Linked DNA regions of Ovis aries: region 1 is linked to region 2. A link is a contact called in public Hi-C data. All regions are on one chromosome and are shown on one strand. Each heading gives the region's core, a stretch centred on a gene start, on an enhancer-like site or on the middle of the called end of the contact. The rest is flanking DNA. Distances are from core to core; before and after follow the strand shown.

Region 1 (2,700 bases), core at 79-2,578, 210 kb after region 2:
CAGGGGGAAGGTGGGGAAGGGGCCTCCCTTGGAGGCATTTTGAGGCACATCTGCCATGCTGTGCTCCTGGCCGTCCAGACATCCTTCAGTCACGCTCTGACAGATGCATCCAAATAAATCAGTCCACAGCAGGAAAGGGCTCGGAGAGTTCCAAGTCTAGTGAAACCAGATCTGTTCTGGAGGGACAGAGAGGAGCCACGTCTGAGGGCGCCAGGAAGGCCAGGCCCCAGGCCAGACCTGGGTGCTGGTGCTCAGATGGGAGCCGGAGAGGCCCCTCCCCAGTAGGGGTCTTTCTGAGCCTTCTCCTGGCCCCAAGGGGCCACTTGTCCTCTCCCACCTCAACTGGACTTCTGATCTGTGAATTGGATGGGCCCTGTGTGTGAGAGCACGCAGCTGGCCAGCCCGTGCTCGCCCAGGTTCTCAGACCTGTGGGTGTGGGTTGGTCCCTGGGTCCCGGAGGATGCATGCCCGGCCTGGGATGCTCACCAGTCAGGTTCACCTAACCCTAATCCCAACCTCTTGACTGGTCAGAGGGATTGGAAGCCTGCTGTTTTCCAGTCACCAGAGTTGGGTGAGAAGACCTGCGGTGTTCAAGGATGTACCTGTAGGTGCTGTGTGTTCCAAGCAGACATAACAGGCAAGCACTGGTCTATTTCATGGTGCAAAGAGTCACAAATTTTCCCTCCCCAGGAACTTCCTTCTGGGCCATCACGTCCTTTTTTTCTCCCCCAGGTCATGCACATAAGGGCTTCCGTAACCTCCTTTAGTGATGGGTCCAGCACCTCCAGGGTATGTGTGCACACCTGGAGGGCAGTGAATGAGCCTCTTTCTGTGGTCTGTCTTTCAAAACTCTTTAGCCCTGACACATTCCTTCTGATCTTAAGCTAAAGACAGTTGTGCCTAGGGTAGCTTGCCCCGGTTCACGGGAGCTTGACTTCTCAGATTCAGAGGAAAACGAAGCCTTATTTTTCCTCCACTTGGAAACTCACTTGTGCCGGTGGGGCAGTGACAGCAGAGGAGCGGTGTGTCATTTGGGCTCATGGGCATCTCAGAAGGGGCAGTTGAGTCCTGGATCCAGAAGACAGGGTCCAGGGTCGTGGAGTCCAAAGTGATGGCTAGAGCAGTCCCAGACAGTTGGCTTGGGAACACTTGTTCCAGGGCAGCACCAGCTCGCTGTCTGTCTTCTTATTGACGTATGGAATCTAGGCCGCTACTTTCTAGCCAGGAGCCACAGGAAGCAGACCTGTCTTGTTTCTCACACCCTAGCCAGCCTGCAGGGAACTGATGGCCTCCAGAGAGAGGCCAGGAGCCAGCAGGTGAAGGGTGCCCCCGACGGAGGCTTACCTCACCCGCCTGGCATCAAGGCTGACTCAGAGGACAGGGTCTCGTATCACTGCCCGCTCCCGTGCTCCCCTTGGCAGTTACCTCTCCGTAGTCAGAGCAGGCCAGCTCTTCTGCGCTTCCATAACAGGGCCTGACTGCGCCTGGCGTGCCCACGCTGACAAAGTCCAAAAATAAATTCAATCGACCAATAAAGATTTGAAATGCGACTAGGGGGGAGATGAAAAATGGGCAAGTCTGATGGCCGTAGGTTCTGCAAGGCCAGCAAGGGATAAGAACCATGCAAAGACCCCAGGAGGCCCCTTCTTCCCTTACCCAGTGTCTCTCACACCAGCGGTCCCCAACCTTTTTTGGCACCAGGAACCAGGGAGATAATTTTTCCGCAGACCCGGGAGGGGGATAGTTTCAGGATGATCCAAGCACATTACGTTTATTGTGCACTTTATCCTAGTGGCTCAGATGATAAAGAATCTGCCTGCAATGCGGGAGACCTGGGTTTGATCCCTAGATCAGGAAGAACCTCTGGAGAAGGGGATGGCTTCCCACTCTAGTATTCTGCCTGGAGAATCCCATGGACAGAGGGGCCTAGTGGGCTATAGTCCACGGGGACACAAAGAGTCGGACGTGACTGAGCAACAAACACTTATTTCTATTATGATTATATTGTGATATATCATGACATAATCATACAACTTACCATAATGCAGAATAAGACAATCAGGCATTACAGTCTCATAAGGAGCATGCTGCCTAGATTCTCTGCATGCACAGTTCGTAGTAGCTCATAGGGTTTGAGCTCCTATGAGAATCTAATGCTGCTGATCTGACAGGAGGCAGAGCTCAGGCAGTAACGTGAATGAGGGAAGTGGCTATCAATACAGATGAAGGTTTGCTCATTAGCCCACCGCTCACCTCCTGTTGTGTAGCCCAGTTCCTAACAGGCCACGGCTGGCACCAGTCTGTGGCCCAGGGATTGGGTGCCCCTGCCCTGCACAGCAGCTTCCTTCCATCACTTCCTATTATTGTCATGGTTTAGTCGCTAAGTTGTGTCCGACTCTTTGCGACCCCATGGACTATAGCCTGCCAGGCTCCTCTGTCCATGGGATTTTCCAGGCAAGAATACTGCAGTGGGTTGCCATTTTCTCCTCCAAGGGATCTTCCCGAGCCAGGGATTGAACCTGTGCCTCCTGCTTGGCGGGCAAATTCTTTACCACTGAGCCACCTGGGAAGTTCCTATCACTTCTTGTAAATAACAATAAATCCACAGCCAGGTGGGCACATACTCCTATGTGGTTTTCTGATAAGGGCCTACTGAAAGCTGTGCTGAGAGTCATCAGAGAGTGTGGGAGGGGTTTGTCA
Region 2 (2,700 bases), core at 94-2,593:
TTCACATCTCTTCTTGTTTCCCAGCCCTATATCTACCTTTCTTCCTAGGTAAAATCTGAATAGGAGCAGGGGAAAGGAGCTCGATTCAGGAACAGCCAGCCCTGGAACATCAAGCCCACCTTTCCCATTCCTTTCCCTCACTACCCCCACCCCCCCGCCCCCGACTTGCTCCACCTCCCCGCCGCCTCTGAGCTTGCCCAAAGTCACCTTTCCTTTCCTGGGAGGAAAAAGAGATATTTTGCATTTCAGTATCTTTTACATACGACCAGTCAATCGCATCAAGTCAAGAGCAATGAGTGTGCACGTGGGAGGGGCATCAAAGCCCCCGCCCCAAAGGCAAGAGCTACCAAGGGTGCGTGCGTGCGTGTGTTATGTGTGCACGTGAGTGTGCGTGTGCGCCCGTGTGGGGGGGGGGCGGGGTAGGAGAATAGAAACGTCAAAGACGGACTGGTAGGGGGGTGGGGGGCTGGGAGGGACAAAGGTAGAATTAGCACCGAAAACCGGTAACGCCTCTCTCTCCAGGTCCCCAGTTGAAGCAATATTTTAACAAAAGGCATTTTTTTTTCAAGTTCAGAAAAAAAACAAAACCCACAGCATATTGGAGGTGGTGGAGAGGGAGTTGATCATATAAGATGCACACTTTCGGACTGGAGATTGAGTACCTGAGGATTTGCATCTAGAGAAGAAATAGGAGCTCAGAGTCACCGTTTAGTCGAGGGGGGAGGGGTGGGGTGAAGAAGGTGGGGGTAGGGACGAGGAGAAGGAGCGAAAACCCGGAGAGGCTCGGCTAGACCGACTCCTGGGGTAGCAGGATCGGCTGGGGCTCCGATTCCGAAGTGCAGGGACCCTCCCCGCCCTCCTCTCGGCCAGCACCCCGGCTCTAAGCCACTTGCTGGGCAGAGCGCTCGGGGCCAGCCTGTCCCGTGCCCCCCCACAACCACCCCCCCCGCCCCCGCCCGTGCGCCGTGTAGCTCTCTGGCACACGGAGCGCGCTCACCGATCTTGGCTTGCTCGCGGTAGCTCTTTTCGTTCAGGCAAACCCCGCGGCCGTGCAGCAGGGCGTGCAGCGGCTTCTCCTCGTCCTGCCGGGGGAGGCAACGCAGCCCCTGGGCGCAGCGCTCAGTGTAGACGCCGCACGACTGCCCCTCGGCCAGGGCGCAGGTCATGCAGCAGCCGCAGCCCGGCTCCTTGACCAGCTCGCAGCCCAGGGGGCTGGGGGGGCACATGGAGAGGGCTTTCTCGTCGCAGGGCTCGCAGTGCACGAAGGAGCCCAGACCCTGGGCCGGCCCCGCACAGGCGGCCAGAAGCAGGAGGAGCGCGGTGAGCACCATCTTTTCCGAGTCTCCCCCTTTACCTGGGGCGGGGCAGGAGCGCGAGAGTGCAGGGAGAGAGGGGCCAGGAGGGAGCGCGGAGCAATGTTCTTTTTTGAAAAAAATTTCTGGCAGGTAGAGCAGGTGCCCTCCCCCGGACAATTGCAAAATGTAGGGAGCGATGGAGGGCTGGAGTGCCTGCAAGCAAGTCTCAATTGCAAAGATTACAGACTTGCAACAGGTAGGGGGAAAGGGAGCAGCGCCAGGTGCATGCAGAGGAATCGGAGGCTGGAGAAACAAATCCCCTTCCCCACGAGTCTGACCTGGTCAGAATTGCGGCGGGGGAGCCAAAAATGGTTCACCCCCCAACAACCACCGGAAAAAAAGAGCTCGGAGGCTGTGAGAGAGGCAGTGGGGGGGGGGGCGGGAGAAAAATAGATTTCTTCTTCAAAATTTTTGTTTAAAATCTCAAAGTACACCCTGCTCCTTTCTAACCCTCAGCTGCCAGCGGCGCGCGGCTGCTGCGGAACAGGTAAGAGGCGGCGGCTGCAGCCGCGAAGGCGGAGGAAAAATGTGGAAATCAAGAAATTAAAAAAAAAAAAAAAGAAAAAACACACCAAACCCCCAACACCTCTTTTCTCCCACTCTGCTAGCACCTTTTCGAAATTCGCAGGTTCTGCGTGAAGCCCGAAGAAAGGTGCAAACGGAGGAGAGGGTAGTAAAGAAGAGGAGGGGAAAAGGAAAAAAAAGGAAAAAACCCACACCGCTTTGCAGCTCTTTCCTAGCTCTTTTTCCCCCGGCAGAAGTTTCCAAAGAGACTACGGGCTCCGGTTGAGCCGGCGCTTTTAAATAGACGGCCCCTGGCTGCCAGCCAGTTTGTAGCTGCAATTTGAGCTCCCCAACACCCAACCCAGGCAAGGATGCCAAGGAGTACAAACTCACACGGGATGGGGGTGGGGAGAGGCCTTCTAGACACACGGGGGCTCCCCTTCGCTGCCTGAACAGCTCCCTCCTCTCCCTAGAATGGAAGAAAGTGATGAGGGGACGGGGGAGGGGGGCTCGGGGAACAGGGCTGGAGCTGCCCAGAGAGGGAGAGGAGGTGGGGGTCGAGGGGGAGAATTCTTGCAGCGCGGTGGATACAATAAGGAGCAACTCATCTCCCGTCCCTCCCACCCCTTAGCTAGCCAAGGCGCAGGCTGGAGGGAGAAGAATTTTCTTATTAGCCAACTGGATATATAGAGTGCCCAAGAAATGCTACCTTAGCTTTGGGAAATGGCTGTCTGCTGGTGTCTGAGTGACCAAGTAAGGGTGTGTGTGTGTGTGTGTTGGAATGGGTGTTAGTGTAAGATGGCCAGCGATGGGTGGTGAGGGGAAATAGAAAAGAGACACT

Evidence for each region. A called contact is a pair of places that touch in the nucleus more often than the background predicts.
Region 1: a Hi-C map of muscle shows a contact between it and region 2, with 6 times the contacts expected there. The contact joins the enhancer-like site here to the promoter of IGFBP5 in region 2. A contact is called at or near these places in 2 of 16 Hi-C or Micro-C datasets (muscle and skin fibroblasts).

What each region holds. Positions count from the first base shown.
Region 1 is chr2:218,892,908-218,895,607 of ARS-UI_Ramb_v3.0, forward strand. No RefSeq gene overlaps it. Among named protein-coding and RNA genes, the nearest start is that of TNP1, 27 kb to the left of the region's middle. Within about 2 kb of position 1,329, at least 1 of the 54 cell types and tissues checked has an H3K27ac peak or open chromatin away from gene starts, as enhancers often do. A contact at or near this core is called in muscle, where this site is marked.
Region 2 is chr2:218,687,499-218,690,198 of ARS-UI_Ramb_v3.0, forward strand. It overlaps IGFBP5 (insulin like growth factor binding protein 5), which reads right to left and starts at 1,344. Exons shown (of 4, transcript NM_001129733.1): 1 at 998-1,344. The coding sequence starts at 1,331.